Linked DNA regions of Sus scrofa: region 2 is linked to region 1. Evidence: chromatin contacts called from public Hi-C data. All regions are on one chromosome and are shown on one strand. The core of a region is the stretch at or near the end of the contact, and the rest is flanking DNA. Distances in the headings are between cores, read along the strand shown. Region 1 overlaps EFTUD2 (116 kDa U5 small nuclear ribonucleoprotein component). Region 2 overlaps ADAM11 (disintegrin and metalloproteinase domain-containing protein 11).

Region 1 (5,282 bases), core at 1,806-4,305:
TTTAACTCACTGTGCCAGGCCGGGAATTGAACCTGTGTCCTTGCGCTATAGGGACACCACCAATCCCGCTGGCTAGTGAGAACTCCTTCAGGCTGACTTCTTTATCCTTTTGACGTGCCCCATCTTCTTGTAGGCACAAAAAGATGCCCTAAACTCATCTTGTACTTTCCCCGCCCCAGTCTAGGAGTCAGCTGCTTCTCCAAGGAGCTCTGGCTCCTTCTACTGAGGACTGGTATTTGGAAACAAAGATTAGGGCATATTTATTGCTACTGGGGCATATTGCTTCGAGGACTTTTCACTGAACACAGGTAACATTCACCCCTATGTATCTGTAACTGTTTCTAGGCACATATATTAAAAACCATTAGTTCACCGAAAAAGAAGAAAAAAACACGAGTTGGAGTTCCCGTCGTGGCACAGTGGTTAACGAATTCAACTAGGAACCATGAGGTTGCGGGTTTGATACCGGGCCTTGCTCAGTGGGTTAAGGATCCAGCGTTGCCATGAGCTGTGGTGTAGGTTGCAGACGCGGCTCGGATCCTGCGTTGCTGTGGCTCTGGCGTAGGCCAGTGGCTACAGCTCCGCTTAGACCCCTAGCCTGGGAACCTCCATATGCTGTGGGAGCGGCCCAAGAAATAGCAAAAAAAAAAAAAAAACCACGAGTTCATCCTAACGCCCAGCATTCCATTTCAGCACCACTGCGGCTTCCTAAGCCTTCTCTAGCACACAGAGACCTGACTCCCAACATTTCTTCATTTCTCAATCCTGCAAGGTGCCCTCTTAAAATTCCTGAGTCTGAAATTCCCATTGTGGCTCAGTGGGTTAAGAACCCGACTGGCATCCATGAGGATATGAGTTCTGTCCTTGGCCTCACGTGTTGGGTTAAGGATCTAGTGTTGCCGTGAGCTGCAGTGCATGACATAGCTCGGATCCATCGTTGCTGTGACTGTGGTGTAGGCCGGCAGCTGCAGCTCCAATTCAACCCCTATCCTGGGAATCTCCATATGCTGCAGGTGCGGCCCTAAAAAGACAAAAGACAAAAAATTCCTGCATCTGCTGTTGGACAGGATACCCTCTTCCTCCCCCCAACAATCTGTTTCCCCAGATCTTCTTTTCCACGTCCTTCATATTTTAAAGCAGTGCCTTCTTTGGCTCTGCTTTGGACTTTTCTGCCCTCTTTGCTCCGATCATCACCTTCTGAACCTCATGTCTCTCAGGTGATGCTGAACACAGAGCGGCTGATCAAGCACGCCGTGCAGGAGAGGCTGGCGGTCACCGTGTGCATCAACAAGATTGACCGGCTAATCCTGGAGCTGAAGCTGCCTCCCACTGACGCGTATTACAAGCTGCGTCACATCGTAGATGAGGTCAATGGATTGATAAGGTAGAGGAATCCTGGGCATGGACCTTGAACACCTCTGGGGGCAACTCTGATTTCTTGGCATACGTGGATGTGCTTACTGGACTTAGCTAGGGGCACATTCTGTGGCTTTGCAGGGATTGACTCCATTCCTTAACCAGATGTGCAGCTCACCTCACGTCTTCAGTATAGCCCTGTGCTCAGTACCCTGAGCCCTAGAATCAGTCTCATCTTCACCCGTACCAACCATGTAAGGTTCCCTGAGCTTGTAGGGCCTCAGGTCCACATCTGTAAAAAGGGAATAGTACTGGAGTTCCCGTCATGGCACAGTGGAAGCGAATCCAACTAGTATCCACGAAGATTCGGGTTCAATCCCTGGCCTTGCTCCGTGGGTCAGGGATCCGGTGTGGCCGTGAGCTATGGCATAGGCCGGCATCTGTAGCTCCAAATCACCCCCTAGCCTGGGAATTTCCATATGCCATGGGTGTGGCCCTAAAAGCAAAAAAAAAAAAAAAAAAAAAAAAAGGAATAGTACTACTTATATAGTGAGGTGTTACCAGAAATGAAATAGTACATGTAACACTTAGAACATAGGATCGGGCAGCTTTGGAGAATAGATTAAATATGGAGCGTTCCTGTGGTGCAACGGGTTAAGGATCCGGCGTTGTCACTGCTGCAGGAACTTCCAGGTGCTACAGGCGTGACCAAAAAGAAGTCACATCTCAACTGCCAAACAAGAAATAGCAACAGGAGTTCCTGTCGTGGCACAGCGGAAATGAATTCGACTAGGAACCATGGCCTCGCTCAGTGGGTTAAGGACTTGGCGTTGCCATGAGCTGTGGTATAGGTTGCAGACAGGGCTTGGATCTGGTGTGGCTTTGGCGTAGGCTGGCAGCCATAGCTCCAATCAGACCCCTAGCCTGGGAACCTCCATATGCTGCAAGTGTGGCCCTAAAAAGACAAAAGACCAAAAAAAAAAAAAAAAGAAAGAAAGAAAAAGCAACATAAATGTATTATTTAGAAATATAGAGGTAAATGTTCTAGAAGCAGCTTTAAAGGAGTTGAAAGCAGTTGCCTCTAGGGAGCACAACTGGGGAGTGTGGTGGGGGACTGCTCTTTATAAGCCAGTACCTTCATCTCTGAATTAAGAAATGCCATGAAGCAGTGTGTCAGGAAGGCTAGGGTTGGTGGATTTGATCCCTGCATACAGCTGCGTTTTTAATAAATGCAAGTGACCTTGGGTGCTGTGGCTTCTGTGTGGCTTTTAACATGAATTTGCAAAGCAAAGCCAAACAAGACAATAAAGAGCAGGGCAGTGGGAGTGGGGAGCAGAGTTGCTCTTCCTTTTCTTTCATTCTTTACTTATATTGGTGTTTATGTCTGTATTTATGAAACGGAGGCTTCTCTAAAATGTACTCCCGTCTTATCACATTAGATTCATTTCCTGTGTCCCAAGGTCTTTGTCCCTGTCCTCCAAGTTTCCCCTTATGTGTCCAGTGCAGTTAACTTCTCTAGGATCCTGCAAAATGTTCCCTGCTCTGGGAAATCATCTTGTTACTGGGAGTTAGGGAACAGCTCCATCATGTCACTTTCTTGGACCGGGCTTTTGGCCAAGCTGAGTGTATTACGCAAGCCCCTTCCGAGGGCGAGCGCTGGAGAGAGGCTGTGATGTCGAGCCCGTGCCCTTCACCCGTAGCGTTGTGCCAGCGCTGTTGCCCAGCCTGGCCCTGTGCTCACGACCGTCTCTGTTTCAGCATGTATTCCACCGACGAGAACCTGATCCTTTCCCCGCTCCTGGGCAACGTCTGCTTCTCCAGCTCCCAGTACAGCATCTGCTTCACACTGGGCTCCTTTGCCAAGATCTATGCTGACACCTTTGGTAAGCTCTGGCTGGCAGTCTGCCTCGCCAGCTTCCCCTGAGTCTTGTGTGCCTTTGCTGCTAAATGGTTTAGAAATGGGCTTCATGCCAGAGTCCCCTGCCTCAGGGAGCCTTTTATCAACTATTATCACATTTGGGCCTGTTTTGGGCCCTGAAGCTCTTTCCTCAGGCTTCGTGGTTTCTAAACAATCAAAGGATAAAGGTGACTGGGAAAAAGTGGGTGAAGAGGAAGCTCATGTTAGGAATAAATCTCCTAGAGTGACACAGATTTTATCAAAAAGGAATTAGCAGAGTTCCCTCTGTGACACAGCAGATTAAGGGTCTGGTTGTCTGTGTGGCAGCACAGGTTTGATCCCTGGCCTGGCAAAGTGGATTGAGGATCTAGAGTTGTCCTAACTGTAGCATAGACTGTAGCTGTGGCTCGAATTTGATTCCTGGAGAGGGAACTTCCGTGTGCCATGGTTGTAGGCAGGAAAGAAAAAAGGGATTATCCATGCCCACAGAGCTGTGCAGGCCTCTTCCTCAAAGATGGAGTCTTCCTCAAAGCCGGTGCTTCCAGCTGGCTTTCCGACCGTATCCAGGCATATGGAACTTCTGTAGGCCCGCTTGAGAGTTTGCAGTGGTCTGCAGTCCACTCGGACGCCCAATGGGATGACTTTATAGGCCCCTGGAGCCTCCACACCACAGCCCTGAGACCAGCTTCCCAAATCTTCAGAGGTTCCTGGGCTCGCCACCTCCGCCCCTCCCGTCCCTCAGATTCCAGTAGGAACCACGTCCTCTGTGTCATGTGGGTCGTGTGTGTCGAATACTGTACTTCCCAGGTGTTGTTATTGCCCCTGTTTTGGGAGCTGAGGAGATAAGCTCAGTGGGAGGCCTCACAGTGCCAGTGTTTCTGTTCACACCAGTCAGTGGTCCTGCCTCTATCAGTGTGAAAAACGTTCACTCTGATGGGAAAAAATGGGCCAATTAAAACTTGATTTTGGAGTTCCCATTGTAGCTCAGTGGGTTAAGAACCTAACCTGTATCCAAGAGGATTTGGATTTGATCCCAGGCCTTGCTCAGTGGGTTAAAGATCCGGCGTTGCCCTGAGCTGTGGTGTAGGTCGCAGATGCGGCTTGGATCCTATGTTTCTGTGGCTTTGGTAGCTGCAGGCCAATAGCTGTAGCTGCAGTTCGACCCCTAGCCCAAGAACTTCCAAGTGCTTCAAGTGTGGGCCCTAAAAAGACAAAAAACAAAAACCTGGAGTTCCTGTCGTGTCTCAGTGATTAACGAATCCGACTAGGAACCATGAGGTTGCGGGTTTGATCCCTGGCCTCTCTCAGTGGGTTGAGGATCCGGCGTTGCCATGATCTGTGGTGTAGGTTGCAGACGCAGCTTGGATCCCGAGTTGCTGTGGCTGCGGCGAAGGTCAGCAGCTACAGCTCTGATTCGACCCCTAGCCTGGGAACCTCCATATGCTGCAAGTGCAGCCCTAGAAAATATAATAATAATAATTAAAAAAAAAAAAAAAAAAAAAACCTTGGAAAGTCAGCATTGGAAGGGCTGTCAGACAGAGATCGCTGAGTCCATCACCTTCGTTCTACACGTGGGAAAACTCTGCCCAGGGACACGGAACTTATTGCTGGTGTTAGGACTAGAGTCCACTTTGGTGCTTTTTCTATCACACCATCCTCCCAAAATTGATACCGTGTCCTCTTACCAGGAATCCAGAGCATGATGAATAACCTGACTCCTGGGAACTTGTCCACTGGGTAGACAGCTTCCCACGCTGATGAGCGGCAGTGTAAGGTGGTGAGGGCTGGGGGGCCAGGTGGCTGACGTGGGCAGGTAGGGCTGAGAGAATTCGGAGGGGAAGTCAGTTCCAAAGGCCCAGGAGTCAGAGAAGACTGCACGAAGGAGACAGGGCTCGGACAGTGGAGAGGAGGGGTTAGGAGGCCCGGACACGCTGGGTTGGGAAAGGAGGCACAGAGGCAGGCGGCCTTGGTCCGTGAACTGCCCTGTAACAGAGGACTGTCACCAAGGAGACGTGCTGAAGTAAAACTC
Region 2 (5,890 bases), core at 1,551-4,050, 81 kb after region 1:
GTCAATGGCTATTTCCTGACCGAGAATGGAAAACTGTACCCCTTCCTCCCGGCCTCGCATCGCCCAGTCCTGGGTGCTCCCTTCCCACCTTCAGTGCCCAGTCCTCACGCTCCCTCCAGGGCCAAGGAGGACAAGGAAGCGTCCCGGGACTCGGTGGGGTCATTTACAGAGAGACACAAGTTGGTGTGAGCTCCATGGAAGCCCCGACATGATCTTTAATTGATGGTCCTGTCCTGCCTCCCCCCGCCCCCCGAGCCCCAGATGACATATTTACAGGATGCTGTATGGAGCCAGTTCCAGGCCCGGGTCAGTGCAGCCTTTGTTCCTCCCTGGGCACTGCCAGGGTGGGCCAGGAGGATGCAGACAGTGGGAGCAAGGTGGACTGGTTACCGGAAGTATTGCCTTCTCCACATCCCCACCCCCATGTGCACGCACACACAGACGGGTCCCGTGTGTGCAGAGGTATTCACACTTGTGCGGAGATGTGGATCCAAATGCTTGTGCCAGATGCATCGCCACCCGTGTGCCTGTGTTTCCCACCAGAGGAGGCCTTATGGTACCGCATCAATAGTGCAAAACTCAGTCCTCAGCCTCCCGCCCCTGCCTCAGCCTGTGTGGCTGGTGGGGCAGGACTGGCCAGAGGGGTACCCTGCCCACCCTCCTTGCTTAGGCAGTGCCAGCTGGAGCTCAGTATCAAGGACCCCACTGCAGCCACATCTGGCCACTTAAAGGTTGTCAGAGGGTCTCAGTCCTCAGTTTGCCTTGACGGGTGGGACGGGTAAACAGGAGAGCCATTTCTTCCTGGGTTCCTTCTCAAAGTTACTCCAGAGGGACTGAGATAGGAAGCTCCGAGGCCCTGGGCTAGTCAGAAACCCCTGCTGAGTCTGGGTTGGGGTATCCCCGGGAAGAGGGGCTCCGTTCATCTGGTGGCTTTCATCCAGAAGGTAGCTTGACTCCCAACTCGCCTCCTCAGGCTGTTTTTCAGAGTCAAAGGAGCCAGAGCTTCTCTGTCCCAGGTGAGCAGTCGTGAGGCGAGGCCACGGGCATGGGTGGGTTTGCGGGGGAACTGAGGGATTCTGCCTGGCCTCAACCTCAGGCTGGCCTGCAACAGGGATCGGAGACTAATGGGGAAAACAGGTGTAAACTACTCGGCCCCGGATGGGGGTTACAGAGCAGAATGGGTTGGACAGGGCCTTGAGGACTTTTCTAGAAGCTGAGGATCAAACACGAGACCTGCCTTTTCCTACCTCCACTTGCACAGCACAGGCAGAGCCTCTAACCCTCCAGGCACTGGGCCCCCCCTGGCCTCCCCTCCTTGGGAGAGCACTCCCTGGGGAGACAGCCCAGCCTGGGACCTTCAGGCCAAGCAGGGGCCACCTAAACCCTGAGTCAGCCCCAGAATCACCCTTCTTGAAAGGGGGAAGGTGCCATGTTATTTCAGGGACTATATTTTCTAGGACCGCCCCCCCCCCAAACACGTGTCTTGGCAGGGACAGCAGGACGGTCGTTTTGGAATTGAAGACAATCTGGGACATGTGGTCGCCGTGCCCAAAGCATAGGCCTTGGGCACGGAACAGGCAGCTTTGGTTTGAATCAGCACTCAACTTCTCTCCAAGCTCAGCAGGGCTGGGCGGAGGGGGCAAGCAGGGAGGCCAGGCCCCTGCTGGCTTGGGGACGCCTGTGTTCCTCCGGTGAGAAAATTCCAGGTGTGACCATCCCTGGGGTGGGGTGGGGAGCCCCGAGGGATGGCCGGGCCTCAGCTCCTCCAGTTCCCCCTGCAAATGTCAAAACACCCCCACAACTGGCCCCAGCACCCCCAAAGTTACATTCATTAGTTGAGCTTCAGTAAAAAAAAAAAAAAAATGTAGATGGCAGCCCCCTCCCCCTGGGCTCCAGCTGCCTGGTCCCAGTGCCTGGTTTTGAGGAGGGGTCATCCCAAGCCACCTCCACTGGTGGCTGCCTGCCCCACGGGGGCACCCCTCTAGCCCTCCCCCTGCCCGACCTGAGCTGTGGCAATCCATGATGATGGAAGCTACATTCACACAGGGAGAATTGGTGGACAAGGCCAAAGCCTCATGAGGTGGGGTGGGGGACCATGGGGGAACTGCCCTCCAGGCCTGGTCCACCCTGGTGGTGTGAGGGCAGGGCCACAACCCGGCCCCAGACCCCTGTGGGGCCAGGAGTTGAAGGGCTGGGCCCGGAAGACATTTGCATGGTGCCTCCCTCCGTGGCTGGGTGGGGGGCAGCCTCCTGGTTCAGGGCAGAGACGGCGGGTGCGCCAGGCTCGGAGGGAGGGGGTGGCACTTAGGCCCCTCCGGACCTGGAACGGAGAGGGGGCATCAGGAGAGGGTGTGAGGCAGGGCTCAGAGGGATAGCCCCCCGAGCCAGGCCCCTGGAAGTCAGTGCTGGGCCCTGGAGGTGGCAAGTCACAGGCTGGCCAGGGAGGGGATCTGGCGGGAGGTCAGACAGCGGTGACATGAAAGACAAAACAGATGGGACGCAGAGGTAGGTTCCCTTCCCGGGGGACCGGGGCTGCGGGGGGCAGGGGCACAGCTCCAGGGTCCTCGCAGCCAGCAGTGCTCTGGCCGTAGGAAGGGCAGGAGTTCAAGGACCAAGGCCTGAGAGGGGGGAGGGGGCAGGGGGCGAGTTGAGGACTCTCTTCCCGGAGCGCGGTTCTCCCACCCCTGTAGTGACAGCGGTGACAGCAAGGGTGGGGGAATCAGCCCCAGCTCCCCATCGACAGAATGCGAGGTGACGAATGAGATGGAGGAGACAGGGACAGCGGGAGGGATGACGTGGCCGGCGTCACACTGCCCCCTGCTGGGTCGGGTCGTACCTTCCCCGGCGGATGTTTCTTCAGGAGCCAAGGTGAGGACGCAGAGAAAGGAAAAGGAAGGAGCCTGTGACCTTCCCTTTCTCCCAGGGAGGGGCCTTCTGGCTCCCAGGAGACCCCTCCCCCAGAGATGGGCTGGTAGGGGACGGGGTGGGGGGGGGTTGTCGGGACTTAGAAGCTAATGACAGGCCCAAGGAGCACTACCAGGAAGCCCTACCAAAGTTGGGTCCTGGGTTTGAGTCCCGACTGCAACTAACTCACTGCATGACCCTTGGCCTCAGGACCCTGCTTTGTACATTGAGGGCTTAGCCCAGCTCAAGGGCCCCAGACTCATGTCCGTAGAAACACGGTGAGCCGTGTGGGGCCTGGGGACTGAGGACTCGGGCAGATCCTGCTCAGCTCCACTCTGCGACCAAGCTGGAAATATCCGGATTCTTTCTTTTTTTATTTTTCTCTTTTCAGGGCTGCACCTGCGACAGGGAAGTTCCCAGGCTGAGGGTAGAATCGGAGCTGTAGCTGCTGGCCTACACCACAGCCACAGCAACGTGGGATCCAAGCCGTGTATGCAACCTACACAACGGCTCATTGAGCGAGGCCAGGGACTGAACCCACAGCCTCATGGATGCTAGTTGGGTTCATTCACCGCTGAGCCACAGTGGAAACTCTGGAAATCCGGATTCTTAATGTAAGATCTAGTTTTTTTAAATCTGAGCAATTATTTTTTTAAAAAATGTTAAAACAAGACCCTGTGGGCTGGCTTGGCTTGGGAAGCATGATCTCTGGTTTAGCGGACCTCCCAGGGAGGCCCCCTCGACTCCAGTAGCCTGGGGTTCCCATAACCCTGAGGATGCCAGGGGGTGTCAGGGGCGTGTGTGTGTCTTACTTAAATCCCCAGCCCGTGCCGCCCAGGACGATGGCTGCAACCAGGACAGCCCCGGCGATGGAGCCAATGATGATGTTGGTGCCACTGGGACCTGGGGAAGAGGGCAGGGCTTGGTTGGCTGGACAGGCATGGAGAACAGGAAGGAGAGGGCCCCACCCCGGTCAGCTCCACCTCACCCTTATATCTCTCTGTCTCCCCCGTGGGTGGAGACGTGGGCAGGGGGTTGTGGATACTGCAGTCTTTGCCTGTCCAGTCTGGCTGACAGATGCATTTCCCTTCGTTGCTGCAGACCTAGAGATGGGGTGGGGCTAGCAGAGGTGAGCAGGGCCCTGTCCCCTCTTGTCAGCCCCTCCCATGATCCCCGGCCTCCAGGTACCCACCCCATGGTGGGAGCAGATCCGACGGTCCCCACTGCCCGGGCAGGTGCTGAAGTTGAAGGCAGAGGCTGGCAGGCAGCGATGGTCCAGGCACAGCATGTTGGGCCCGCAGGCTGTGCCGTCCTCCACGTAGCTCAGGTCTGAGCCATCAGCCAGCTGCACATGGCCACCCCTGGAGAAATGGCACAACCAGCCTCTGCCCTTGCCCCACACTCCACCACAGGGCAAGCTCCCCTCCCCAGCCACGGTCTCAGTCCCCACCTGCAGTCCAGCTCCTTGCCCTGGTGGTAGAAAGTGACACTGCTGATGTCTCCCCCTAGGTCCCCCAGGCGAGGAGCTCCAGAGATGTTGACACAGAGGAGGAAGCCACAGAGCACGTCCCTGTTGGGGGAGTGTGGAGACAGCGGGCCCCAAGTCTGAACTCAGGCCCAACTACTGACCTCCTAGCTGCCCTCTTCCTAGCCCCTGATTTTTCTTTTCTTTTTTTTTTTTTAGGGCCGCACCCATGGCACATGGAGGTTTCCAGGCTAGGGGTCGAATCAGAGCTGTAGCTTCCAGCCAACACCACGGCCACAGCGATGCCAGATCCAACCCACGTCTGCAACCTATACTACAGCTCATGGCAATGCCCGATCCTTAACCCATTGAGCGAGGCCAGGGATCGAACCTGCGTCTTCATGGATACTAGTCAGATTCATCTCCACTGAGACACGATGGGAATGCCATCCCTGATTTTTCACATAGTCTTCCCATTGGGACTCACAAGCTGCCTCATCTCTGAAAAAACCTTCCCCAGCCCCAGAGCCCCAGCCCCAAAGCGGGGGAGGCCCAGCCTGAAGCTTGGACTACTCACTGTTTATTGCACTGGACCCAGCCTGACCCCTTACGGCCACAGTTCCCACGCTCTGTCCCCTCCACATTCAGTTTCTCGTAGCAGAAGCGATCAGCAGCCGCTGTAGGGAGATGATGCCAGGCATCACCCCACCCACTCCAGAACCCACCGGGGACCTCAGGCCCACACCTCCAACACTGACCGGACCCACAATCCACCTGCGTCCCTGAGATTCTGAGAAGCCACACGTCCAGTGGAAGGCATTTCAGCCAGAGCCCGCCCCCTCTCCAGCCTCTCAACTCTAGGTCCTCCAGAGTCCCCTCTCCTATCTCCAGCCAGACTCACCATGGCCCCAAAGGGCCTGGCATTGCCGGTCCCGGGTTTTGCAGCGACCTCCATAGCAGCGGCCCTGAGAGACAGGAAACAAGAGACAGTCACTAAGCATAAGAGACTGCACTGAACCAGAGACCCAGAGGGAGAGGAGCTCCACCCCATCATACCTGTTCATGGTCACAGTAGTAGCCATCCAGCTTGTGGAGGTTAGGGGGACACTGCGGAGAGAGGGGCTGGACTGAGTAGTGCTGCCCCAGGACTGAGGTCTGCCCCAGGGAGGAATGAAGGGTGCCAAAGGCTCAAGGACAAGAGGTATGGATTGGCAGGTCCCAAAGCCTCTCTACTCTCCCTCAGTTCCCTGCACCTACTTCACAGGGCTGGGACTTCTAAATGCCTGGCATGTAATAGGACTTAGATGTTAAAATGATATTATTATCCACTGTGATCCCTAGCACATACCAGGAACCAGGCCAAGCACCGGGAACGCCAGCCAGATTATAAATACTGCTTTAATGATTGGAGGAGCAAAGCTAGACGCCCTGAAGAACCCCTTTCTCAAATGAGAAACTGAGGCTGATCAGAGGCAGCGAAGCCAACAGCGGAATGGAGGGGCGGGAACAAGTTGCCCAGCA

What was found. Hi-C and Micro-C count contacts between places; a contact is called where the count stands out from the background.
Region 2: a Hi-C map of mesenchymal stem cells shows a contact between it and region 1, with 10 times the contacts expected there. The contact joins two enhancer-like sites. A contact is called at or near these places in 2 of 5 promoter capture datasets (fetal skeletal muscle and liver), 24 of 47 Hi-C or Micro-C datasets (adipose tissue, blood, brain and 14 more) and 2 of 2 datasets of contacts at active chromatin or transcription factors (alveolar macrophages and skeletal muscle).

What each region holds. Positions count from the first base shown.
Region 1 is chr12:18,494,511-18,499,792 of Sscrofa11.1, forward strand. It overlaps EFTUD2 (116 kDa U5 small nuclear ribonucleoprotein component), which reads left to right. Exons shown (of 28, transcript XM_003131332.4): 10 at 1,218-1,384; 11 at 3,115-3,239. Among named protein-coding and RNA genes, the nearest start is that of EFTUD2, 23 kb to the left of the region's middle. Within about 2 kb of position 3,056, at least 12 of the 83 cell types and tissues checked have an H3K27ac peak or open chromatin away from gene starts, as enhancers often do.
Region 2 is chr12:18,575,536-18,581,425 of Sscrofa11.1, forward strand. ADAM11 (disintegrin and metalloproteinase domain-containing protein 11) reads right to left here. Exons shown (of 25, transcript XM_021066856.1): 18 at 5,426-5,476; 19 at 5,271-5,334; 20 at 4,947-5,046; 21 at 4,355-4,474; 22 at 4,097-4,265; 23 at 3,893-4,007; 24 at 3,717-3,807; 25 at 181-2,854. The coding sequence ends at 2,806. Among named protein-coding and RNA genes, the nearest start is that of ADAM11, 19 kb to the right of the region's middle. Within about 2 kb of position 2,801, at least 16 of the 83 cell types and tissues checked have an H3K27ac peak or open chromatin away from gene starts, as enhancers often do.